Linked DNA regions of Mus musculus: region 2 is linked to region 1. A link is a contact called in public promoter capture Hi-C data. All regions are on one chromosome and are shown on one strand. The core of a region is the stretch at or near the end of the contact, and the rest is flanking DNA. Distances in the headings are between cores, read along the strand shown.

Region 1 (5,814 bases), core at 493-2,992:
AGGTCAGATCTAAAAGGTGAGCAAAAAGCAGCCTTACCTAACAGCAGCATGGGCCTACCAGGAAGACAGTAAGGTTTAATCAGGAACAACCTTCAAGATCATAAAAATGACAGCTATACACCCCAAAGGCCAGATCGGTTCTTCATAAACTGACGGAGGTCATTTTGTAACTAATGAAGGGAATCATCTAGATTTTCCCACCAGTGCTCACTTAGTGATCAGGGTGTTTTTAGTTCACTGGATTCTGTTTGCTTTCACTGATGTGTGTGTGTGTGTGTGTGTGTGTGTGAGAGAGAGAGAGAGAGAGAGAGAGAGAGAGATTCTCAGCAGCAAACAAGCAATGAGGTTCAGAGTAGAAGGCAGTTTCTGAGCCGACAGCTGTTAGGGCCCTGTGACAGGGACAAGAAGGGCTCCCATGCTCACTCTCATTCTCTTCCCTGCCTTAGCACCCTCTGCTGTACATCGAATCATCCTCCCATTTTCAAATTTTAAATGTCAGCAACTTAAACGTTCCTTCTCTTTAAATAAATAAATAAAATCTGCCAAGCAGTGGTGGTGCACACCTTTAATCCCTGCACTTGGAATCAAAGGAGGATAGCTCTCTGTAAATTCAAGGCCAGCCTAGTCTACAGTGCAAGTTCCAGGACAGCCAGAGCTACACAGAGAAACCTTGTCTCAAAAAAACCAAAATTTTGGAAGAGGAGCACCTCCACATTTCCTACAAATAGTATAGGCAAACTCCAAAATAAATCCTAACAAAAATTCATGTTATGTTATCCATAACATCAAGGACTGTGAAGCGTTTTAAAGAATAATGAAGAAAAAAATGCAGTTTATTCCCAAATGACCTGTAACTTTAAGACCTTTAGGACAGACAGTAAGTGACAGTTAAGGCTCTGGCAAAGCCCAGAGAGGTGTTTTTCCTCATCTTAAAAGGTCATTCACGCCCTTTGATCTCCATTTCTGTTTTGGCCCTTTCTGAGGCTGAAGTTTGGCCATTCTCTGAATTCTTCTCACACAGAAAAATTAAGCACGGACTTGACAAACAAGCTCAGTTATAGGAAAGTTCCATGGACCTTTTACAATATGACACAGCCTTTCTTTCCCCTTCTGCATAACTGCTGTCAAGTTGGCTCCCTACACTTAAGACAATGCCTAAAGTTGGAAGCACAGAAGTATCAACTCTAAGTGTCTGGAGAACTAGAAAAGTGAGTGGCCTCGGATGCGCTAATATTTGCACCGCGGAAAAGAGCGGGCGGGGCACTTAAACCAGAGCAAGACTGGTTCAAGAACAGCACAGCACTGATGGATAACTGGACCCACCAGCCTGGGGGCGAGCCAGGCGGCGATCGGCCGAAATCCCCCAAAGTAAAAAGCAGCCCCAGTCTTGTCCAAAAGAGCAAAGCTCGCTGGGCGGCCACCGTTTGCCGACTCCCCAAGCACCTCCTGCCAAGGCGCCTGCGCTGTCCACACGGCCTCCGCACCCCCAAACTGCCGGCCCTCAACGGAGGCCCCGCACCCCCAAACTGCCCGTCCGCCTCTGCCCAATGGACCCCGGCAGCTGCGAGGATCTCCCGCCGACTACCTTGGTTGTCCGGATGTGCTCCATCCCGGGGCGACGCCCGCAGGCAGCTGGCCTCAGGAGAGCACCATCGGGAGAGAAACGGGGCGGTGACAGCCACCCGCAGGAACTCCCTCAACCCGGCAGCGTCAGCCACCCCCGCCGCCGGTGGCACTGCGCAGGCGTCATCTGAGAGCTCTGTCGCCTAGAAACACTTCCGCAAATCTTAGCTTCAGAGGGGATCCTGACAGCCGGCTGAGTGTCGCCCATAGAGAGCGTATGCTAGCTGGGCCACATGCATGGCCTGTTGTACAGCGCCCTCTCTGATGGAGGACTGGTATTGCCCCGGCCAACCAAGCTAACCCACATGTTCAGCTAGACAAGGATCAGCAAGAGGGACTAGAAGCTTTTTCTAGGTTTAAAGATATTCCTTTTCCTGACCAAAAGGAATTTTCCAGTGAGTGCGAGACTGGATACCTCTAAATTCCAGGTTAAATTACATTTAGAAACTCATGGAGCACTGGGCTCCTGTAATGAACTATTAAATTCTATTATGATTATCAGTATTAAGTTTGAGTACATTTTGTATGGTCTTTGTTACCAAGGGGCAGGATATTACTCTTACAGGCTTATAGATAAGGCTGCACTTTAATTTAAGATGCTACATGAATGTCTTTTTTTAATTTGAAAGATATTGCTCAGGGTTGGAAAGATGGCTTATCTGTTAAGTTCTTTTTGTTTAAGTTTTTTTTTTTTGTTGTTTTTTTTTTTTTTTTTTTTTTTTGTATGTGAGTACACTGTAGCTGTACAGATGGTTGTGAGCCTTTATGTGGTTGTTGGGAATTGAATTTAGGGACCTCTGCTCGCTCTGGCCCAAAGATTTAATTATTGTTATAAATAAGTACACTGCAGTTGTCTTCAGACACATCAGAAGAAGACATCAGATCTCATTATGGATGGTTGTGAGCCACCATGTGGTTGCTGGGATTTGAACTCAAGTCCTTTGGAAGAGTGGTCAGTGCTGTTACACACTAAGCCATTTCAACAGCCCATCTGTTAAATTCTTATTAGAAACTTTTCTGATCTTTGTCTTTTGTAAATAAACAAAAATGGCTGGGATGGGCAGTTTGCCTTCCTAACGGGTAGCTGGTGTGCTCTCTCCTTGCTTCTCTGGCTGCCTCCTGCAAAAGACCTTTCAATTAAACCAACACTTTTAAACTGTTCATGGCAACCCTGGGGACCAGGAGCTGACCAAAACTTGATTAAAAACGCAGCCTATCTCTGGCTTTGCTTCTGGAATAAGCTTTGGGTCTCAAATCTCTACAACTGTACTTTGCTGTGTTCATGACAGTAACTGCCTCAGATCAGATTTCATCTACTATGTGTTATGAATTGTGGTGTCTTTACAGTTTGTACAAACATTGCTACTCTTATAGAAAGAGCAGTTTGATTACAGAAAGCAAAACTTTTCATATTTTCCTATTATTCCTTAGTATATATCAAATTAGTGTATCTTTGAATTGAGCTGTATCAGAAAAACATATCTATCTCTGTTCTACTCATAATTAAGTAGTAAAGATGTATGTGTACAAAAGAATTGTTTGTAAAAATAAATTTACCTTGTATGCTGGGGCATGACTTTAATCCCAGCACTTCAGAGACAGAGGCAAGTTGTTGCCTGTAAATTTCAGAGCATGCTGTTCCACATAGTGAGACTGTAACAAAAACAAACAAGCAAAATATTATCAGCAAATGTTTGATTTGTACACCTATTGTAAGTACCTATATAACCAAAGATAAATAAAAGTTTTTCTGCTGAAAAGGGTTCACGATTTAAAAATGTTTAAAAGATTTCCAAACAGGCCACCCTTAAGCTCTATCAATCAACTTTATTTGGTTTTGGTTAGTCTTCATTTCCTCCATAAGCAAGTCTTTTTTTTTAAACATATTTTTATTAGATATTTTCTTGATTTGCATTTCAAATGTTATCCTCTTTCCTGGTTTTCCCTCTGAAAATCCCCTATCCCCTCTTCCCTCCCCCTGCTCACCAACCCACCCACTCCTGCTTCCTGGCCCTGGCATTCCCTACCCTGGAGCATAGAGCCTTCACAGGACCATGGGCTCTCCTCCCATTGATAACCAACTAGGCCATCTCTGCTACATGTGCAGCTGGAGCCATGAGTCCCACCATGTGTACTCTTTAGTTGGTGGTTTAGTCCCTGGGAGCTTTGGGGGGATACTGGTTGGTTCATATTGTTGTTCCCCCTATGGGGCTGCAAACCCTTTTGGCACCTTGGGTCCTTTCTCTAGCTCCTTCATTGAGCAATTCTTTTAATAATTTGAGATCTTTCACAAAAACATATTTTTAAAAGGAGAACTTAAGTTAATGTTTGTCAGAAATGCAGTAACTATCAGTAAGAATCTGGCCAAATAACGAGATCTGATTAGGAAGCGGGAGCCAAGTTATAGTGAGCTATCTTTAGCCCCCCAAATAGTCACCAACTTATTGTCCATTTTTGCGTGTGACCTAACACCCTTATGACTGTTGTATTTATCCTTTTAGAATGTACAAAAAAGATCCCTAGCTTCCACCAACCCAAAGGCTAATACTGTTGTCAGAGAGCATCTGAGACCAAAGCAGAGACTGGTCTGCCTTGCTGTAATCTGCCTTCTGGATGTTTCCACTGATATAGCTGCAAAATGGCTTGACATATAACATTCTTTGTTCTATTAGTATAAAAGTTTCATACATTTCCTAACATGTTATAGCATGGTATTTGAGGTAACCTGGGTATGTGTCCCTTGAACATGTGTAGCCTCCCTTAAGCCTGAAGCAGGCTGAGTCAGAACTTGACCTTGCTGCCACTAAGGAGATTATCTAGAGTGGAGCTTTCCTCCTGCCTGTTTCCAACTACGGCCATCTGCCTGTTCATTGATTTACACCCTTTCATTTCTCTCACCTAAAAAGCAGCTTCTGAAAGCTGCGGCCGACTGCCTGCTGCATTCCTAGATTCTGATATCACTGCTGAACCTAAGCGAATCCAGCGCACGGGTCAGCACGCTGTTCCAGCTTAGTACCACACCCTTAGCAACCTTTTACCCGTTGCTTCGTGCCCCGGTACAAATTTTCTTTAATTCTTTTATTCTTCCATGGAGCTCTAAACCAGCAGTGTTTCTTCCAGTATCTTCTGCCTTTCCCAGGCCCCGCGTGGGATGCCAAATTGTTGCGAGCCGGCTAGCGGCTCACATGTCCGGGTTCAAGCCTGGGAGGCAACCTGGAGCTGAAAGAAAAGAGGGAGCTTAGGTGGGTTGAGAAATAATAGAACCAAGACAACTAGTCTGCTCAAGGTTCAAATGTTTAATGGCAGACACGCTTTATAAAGGAGGGGGAATCTGGCTCTAGAATTAACTTGTTAAGGCCTAAATAAAATGTTAAGGTCTGAATAACTGTTATCTGTCTAGCCTGACGTTTGGTATGGTTACCAATGTCATAAGAAAACTTTTTCATATGTTGTTACTGCTGTTACTAGGATGTTCTGTGCTTTGGTGTTCTTGGAAAACAATCACAATAGAAGTAAGTTAGAACTGCTTTCTATAGTCAGTCATAACAAGCTTGGGCAGGAACCAACCACCCAGCAACACTTCCTGCACCTATGTTGAGCTTTTAAGGTATTTGCCTTTATAAGCTGTCCCTGGGATGGACCCCACCATAAGAGAGACACCTGCATCTATTTAGAATAAGGCATCCACTTTGAATAGGGATCAAATAAAGTTTAAATATCCAAGACCTCCCTGGGAACTGAAAGACATGCACATGGGTAGCAGACATCCTGGTAGGAAGTTAAGACATGAATGTTAGGCAAGACAAGATCCCTGTACAGTTGAATACCCCAACCAATGCGAGTAAGATTAAATATACAACAAAGACATGTTCCTAGGGAAATCCCCTATCCCTAAATCCTGATGAGTGGAATAACTTGGAACGAATTGATTCAGCATTGCAGCCAGCTCCCGACTGACCTGTGGCCATGATTGATCAGTCCTGGGGCATAGCTCAATAAACTATCCATGTCTGACTGAGATCGGTGTTCATGTGGCTTATGCAGTGACTCCTGGACCCCAACAAACTCTTATTCTCTTTGAGAACTGTTCTTATGTTGGTAAAATGTGAATCATCAAAATATGTCTATTGTGTACAATTCAACCAAATGTAAGACAGTGCTAGGTCCCTTTCCTTTCTGTTTTTGAAGATG
Region 2 (5,600 bases), core at 1,995-4,494, 1.3 Mb before region 1:
TAGAACCCAAATACAAGCAAGCCTATGAGCTCATCAACACTCACCTGCCAAGACTGGGAGGTCTGTTCCAGGAGCAAACCGGTTTTGTTTGCCTCACTCTGCTGAGGGCACCCGAGTTTCGATTAGTAAGGGCAAAGTATGTTGGGCAGTGTCCTAACAAATTACTTTTCCAACCAGGAAAGACTATGGGATTTCTGCCTCTCTACATTAGTGGCCTATTCAGAGCCATTTAACAGTCTTTAATTAAAGATGTGACCAATTATTAAATATCTAACACATTTACTTCTTTTAATAACACTTCTAAGCAACAGGTTTGGTTTATAAAACAATTTTTTGAAACAGTTTATTATGATTATTTTTAAAATGTGAGCCATTAAACCATGTAGAGATAAGTCTGCAGAAACAAAACATACTTTAAACATGAAAAAGTAGAGTGTGTGAGATCTTGATTGTTCCGGCACATCTTCATTACGAGATAGCAGCCAATCCCTCACTTCAGTTAGAGTGAGCCTCCCAAAGCCAGCCTCATTGCAGATCCCAACTTTTTTTTTCATTTTTCGAGGCAGGGTTTCTCTATATAGCCTTGGCTGTCCTGGAACTCACTCTGTAGACCAGGCTGGCTTCGAACTCAGAAATCCGACTGCCTCTGCCTCCCAAGTGCTGGGATTAAAGGTGTGTGCCACCATGCCTGGCTAAGATCCCAACTTCTATGTTATCTTCTGTCATTTGCCCTTCAAAGCTTTCCTTTAGGGTTAAGATGGCTGTATGAATGGCATCTTCCAGTTCTAGGTCTTCATCATATCTTTTCTCAAGGACAGTTTTCCAGTTCACATAGTTCTTTCTCATTGCTGTGGCCTTCCAGGCAAAGCAAGATGGGTCTGACTGAAATAAAGACGGTGGTCTCTCATTCCACCCACAGATAAGTAAAGAAACACTGAATGGACGAACACCACCTGCCTGCATGTACTCCTGCATCACAGGTGCTGCCCTCTGTACCAGCTGGGCTGTGGGAATGGGATCTTGGTAAACAAGTAGTATTGCTGAGCAAGTTTCCGGGCTCTGTGTACAAGTGCTCTGTAATCGGGGCCCATGCCACTATACACCACACCGATGTGTTTGGTTATGGGCTCCACCTTGTGAACACTCCTTTCATCATACAGGATGGATTTCTGCTTTTTTTCTCAGTTGCTAATACTACGCCATTTGCAGCTTTAATTCCCACTGAAGGGGCCCCTCCAGCTACTGCAGCCAAAGCATATTCAATCTGGACAAGCTTGCTAGATGGGCTGAATGTAGTGTAGTCAGCAAGAAGCTGTAACTGCGCTCTGCCATCTTTACCTGGAAAGTCGGACATAAAACAAATTTTATTTACATATGTTATAGCAGATTAGCTAATGTGAAGACTAATGAAACATGCAAAAAAAAATGAAGCACAAATTTGCATTTTTTAACCGAATATTTTTAGAGGGTTGTAACCTTAATTTTAAGTTTAAACTTTAAAATCTGAGATGCTAAAAGATGTGGTGAAGCAAATAAAGGGCTGGAGTTGGACCCCTGGGGTTTGTATCATACTTTGTATATTTTCTACCTTTGTGAAATTGCACAGTCATTTAACCTATTTCTTCATCTATAAAGTAGGGACAGTATTGAGCTTGAAATGTTGCAAAAAGTCTATCGTGTGGTGTGTGTGTGTGTGAGAGAGAGAGAGAGTGAGAGAGAGAGAAAGAGAGGATTATCAAGAGTACTTCAATAGATATAGAGGCAGTGAGGGAGAGGGGATAGTCTGAAATTATTTTAGCAATTACTTTGGGTATTAATTCTGTAATAACTAAGTCTCAAAGTAAAAAAAAGCCTTGGATATCTCCCTTAGTATCATAATATTTATTTATGTATTTGTTTATATTTTATGTGCATTGGTGTTTGAGGATGTCAGATCCCCTGGAACTGGAGTTGCAGACAGTTGTTGTGAGCTGCCATGTGGTTGCTGGGCATTGAACCCAGGACCTCTGGAAGAATAGCCAGTGCTCTTAACTGCTGAGCCATCTCTCCAGCCCTAAAAATATTTTTATAAATAGAAGAAACCAAAGTCTGAAATTTTTCCCTCATCCTATGGCTAAAAATCTCAATAAAGTATATTTACACTCAGGTGACTAAAAGGTTATGTATGGGAAACCATTACTAAAGAATTGGGAATTTTTGTTCAGTTTTCCAGGATTTGATGAAGACCCAGAAAACTTCCAGGGTGGGAATCTTATCTTGGAAGAGAGGTTTGAGCCAGATTCTGTTGGGACACCATGGGGTGTGAGGGATAACGACAGACAGATAACAAGTGACCCCCACTGGGGCCTTCCTTCGATATGGTAATAGGAAGCAGCAGACCCCCGTAAGAGCTGAGTTTCTCTTCACCCTCTCTCAGGGCATTCCCTTCACATTTCTAGGAACCATTGGTGCACCAGAAAGCTGAGTAAGACTGTCTGATCGGAAAGCAAGCCTGAAGACCTGAGTTCGATTCCCGGATCTCCAAGGTAGGGGGAAGAAAACCTATTTCTGAGAGTTGTCTTCAGACCTTGCCGTGGCACGAGAGCGCCTGAACGCACGTCCTGAGCACGAATATACAATAATGACTTTTTAAAAAGTCGTCTTTCGGCCCTGTCCCGACCCCTTCCCGTAGTCCCCTCATAAGGGTGACTGCTTGCAAGTCCTGGGTCCACGCAGCAATCAACCCAATGATAAACGCCGGTGCATGGAAAATGCGAAGAGCCTCGCCGCACACCCAAAGACCGGGTCCTCGGAGTCTGCGTGGCAGGATGCGGAGAGCCGGAGAGTTCCGACGGAAAACTCCCGGGCGTTTTATTAGCTCCATGCCCAAAGGAGGTCTGCCGATCCCTAAAAATCACTGCGGAGCCGCCCCAGGCAGCTACCAGTAGCGCGCCGACACAGCACGGAGCTACTACGGAGGCTGAGGCGGTCAGGGCTGGAGTTCCAGACCCTATAAACAGCACAGAAGGCCCTGTCAAACCAGCAACAACCACAGCCGCAGGGAATCCCGACGACTCTCAGCTCCACCATTCACCTGCCAGCCACAGGGCCTAGGGGAGGACGCCGCAGCACGCCTGCGCACGCCGCCACGCCCACCCCATGTCAGTCAGGCCACTGGCCACGCCCACTTTCAGAAACCCGGACCTTTTCCCCAACTCCGCCCTCTTCCAGGCGTCAGGCCACTGGCCCCGCCCTCTTTCAGTCAGTCAAGCCCGGGCCCCTGCTCGGCTCTCTACAGCGCCCTGCCCACCCGCCACACCCTCTTTGACTTGGGCTGGCCGCTGGCCCCGCCCACCTCCCGACACCGCCCCGCCCCTCCGGGCGGTCCTCGCTCCTTCGCCGGGGGACCTCGCCTCAGTCTCCGCTTCGCCTCCCGGCCCTGGCGTCGCTGTGCGGGCTGCGAGGCTCCCGCGACCCAGAAGCACTCGGGCGCGGGCGGAGCGGTGGGGCTGTGTAGCTACGCCATGGCCGCGTCGGCGTGGTGCTGCCTGCGCTGCTGCAGGGACGGCGGGACTGGCCACATTCCTCTCAAGGAGATGCCGGCCGTACAGTTGGACACGCAGCACATGGGTAAGGGCCTCCCGACTGGACCCAACCGCCCACCGAGGGCCGAGGGAAATGGGGCGGGGACCACGTGACCACGCAGCCCCCTGTGGCCTCTCTGGCCTCGGTCATCGGGCATGGGCTGTGCCAGCCTCCCAGGGCTGAATCTCTCAGAGAGGAGTCAGGTGTTCCCAGGTGAGGAAGCGGGGGCGCTCGCCCGCCCGCCCGCCATCAGTGCCCGGGTGTCGAGTGTCACCTAGTGTTTGCTGAGTCCTGTCTTCAGCACTATCAAATATAGGCTGAAGCTTGTTCTGGGGGAGTAATTTTCCCCTCACTTCCTGAAGCCCAAACAGGGCCGGTTGCAGAAGCCTGGAGTAGAGCCTCAGGTCGTAACAAGCCACTTCCACTAAAATCTCCATTGCTGGACACCTTAGTCACTGTTGGGAACGCTGTAATTTTATCTGACTCTCGCCATCGGGCCAAGCGATTGCAAAATAGAACAGTGCTCCTTCTCATCCATTTTTTTCCAGTTCCCAATGGCTTTATAATTAATTTAATAATAATTTCTCATCCAACATTCCCCCCCCCCTGTAGCATCTTTTTCTACATAGGATTACTTCAGTTCTTAGACCCTTTCCAAGCTTCTGGAATATTATCCAGGCAGATTTCCCAGAATAATTATTTCAGTTAGAGTGCTGTCTTTTTGTGTATTATTACAATAAACTAATGCATTTTTTGATTTCCCCAAATACCTCATTGTCTAAAAGACTGTATTTAAGTAACACAAGCATTCTTAATATCTACAACAAAACTCTTTTCTGCCCAGATAATCTACAAGTCTGGAAACATTGCCCATTATATTTTCTATTGCAGTACTATACGCAGTCGTCGTTTACTATGGTGTACAGTGCCACCACAAATTTACAGTCTCTAGTACAGAATTTCAGTACTAAATACCTTTAAGCCCCTATCCATCACTATAGACAGTGGATGTTCAGATCTTGTACTTTCTCTCAGGAAACATTTCTATTTAATTTATTCACTCAATGAATATGACTTTTAGGTGATAAGATACTGTATTAAGGGCTGAGATAAGACTGCAGGACTGTAGTGACTTTTGAGCCCATGCTGTGCTGTCTATTATGTAGAACAATCCTTATTCCTGGCCTTTTTCTTTTAGGAAGAACTAAGTGACCCATTGTATCTTTGCAGTTTCCCTTTCTCCTGTGCTATCCAGCACCCTCAGGTGCTGAGTGAAGAACCGGGATATGGTCTCTCAATTTCTTCCCTTCCGTGGAACTTTTTTCTTAACCTATTTTACAATAAATTGAAACTACCTTCAAGCTTGATGTGAGAATCACAATAAAAAGGAAGAGAAGTGTTGAGTTAGAAGAATGATTCAAATGCGGATTGGCCTTAACTTGAAAACATGGGAAACATACTGCTTGTGTTCAGCATAAAATTATACAACCTAAGGAATATATTTGGAGCCCGGCGTGGTGGTGTATGCCTTTAATCCCAGCACTCGGGAGGCAGAGGCAGGCAGATTTCTAAGTTCGAGGCTAGCCTGGTCTACAAAGTGAGTTCCAGGACAGCTCCCCCAAAAAAGAATATATTTGGACTTTTTTGTTTGTTTCATACTAGTTTCGTTTTGATTTATTTTGTTGGTTTCTTGGTTGCTGTTTTGTTTTTAAAGGAGAGTAGTCTCTATATTGCTCAGGTTGTCTTCAATTCCTGGCTCAAGCCACCACCACCTCAGCCTTCCACATGTCTACAGGTGTGTACCACAATGCCCTACTTGTTTTCTCACTTTCTTTCCTTTTTTTCTCTTTTTTAAAAAAATACACATTCCATATCTAAACAATGATGTTGCATTACTTAAAACCATTTTGAAGTTTTAAAAATATTTTTCTTTTGATTCATATAATTGTGAATTGGTCTTTTAGGAACAAGTAACTTTCAAGGTAGTTATTTTGAAAGGGATATACCTATCCTGGTTGTGTTTTGTTACTGTTATT

Evidence for each region. Promoter capture Hi-C pulls out the DNA fragments that hold promoters and counts their contacts.
Region 2: a promoter capture Hi-C map of pre-B cells shows a contact between it and region 1, with 4 times the contacts expected there. The contact joins the promoter of Spryd7 here to the promoter of Mtmr6 in region 1. A contact is called at or near these places in 2 of 39 promoter capture datasets (the C10 cell line and pre-B cells), 2 of 484 Hi-C or Micro-C datasets (CD4 T cells and uterus), 1 of 115 datasets of contacts at active chromatin or transcription factors (thymic regulatory T cells) and 1 of 9 other capture datasets (adipose tissue).

Annotation. Positions count from the first base shown.
Region 1 is chr14:60,261,133-60,266,946 of GRCm38.p6, reverse strand. Mtmr6 (myotubularin related protein 6) reads right to left here and starts at 1,742. Exons shown (of 14, transcript NM_144843.4): 1 at 1,586-1,742. The coding sequence starts at 1,609. It overlaps Gm38641 (a long non-coding RNA gene), which reads right to left. Exons shown (of 3, transcript XR_874661.1): 2 at 4,522-4,842; 3 at 3,040-3,276.
Region 2 is chr14:61,554,530-61,560,129 of GRCm38.p6, reverse strand. Spryd7 (SPRY domain containing 7) reads left to right here and starts at 3,244. Exons shown (of 5, transcript NM_025697.4): 1 at 3,244-3,609. The coding sequence starts at 3,504. It also overlaps the pseudogene Gm4118.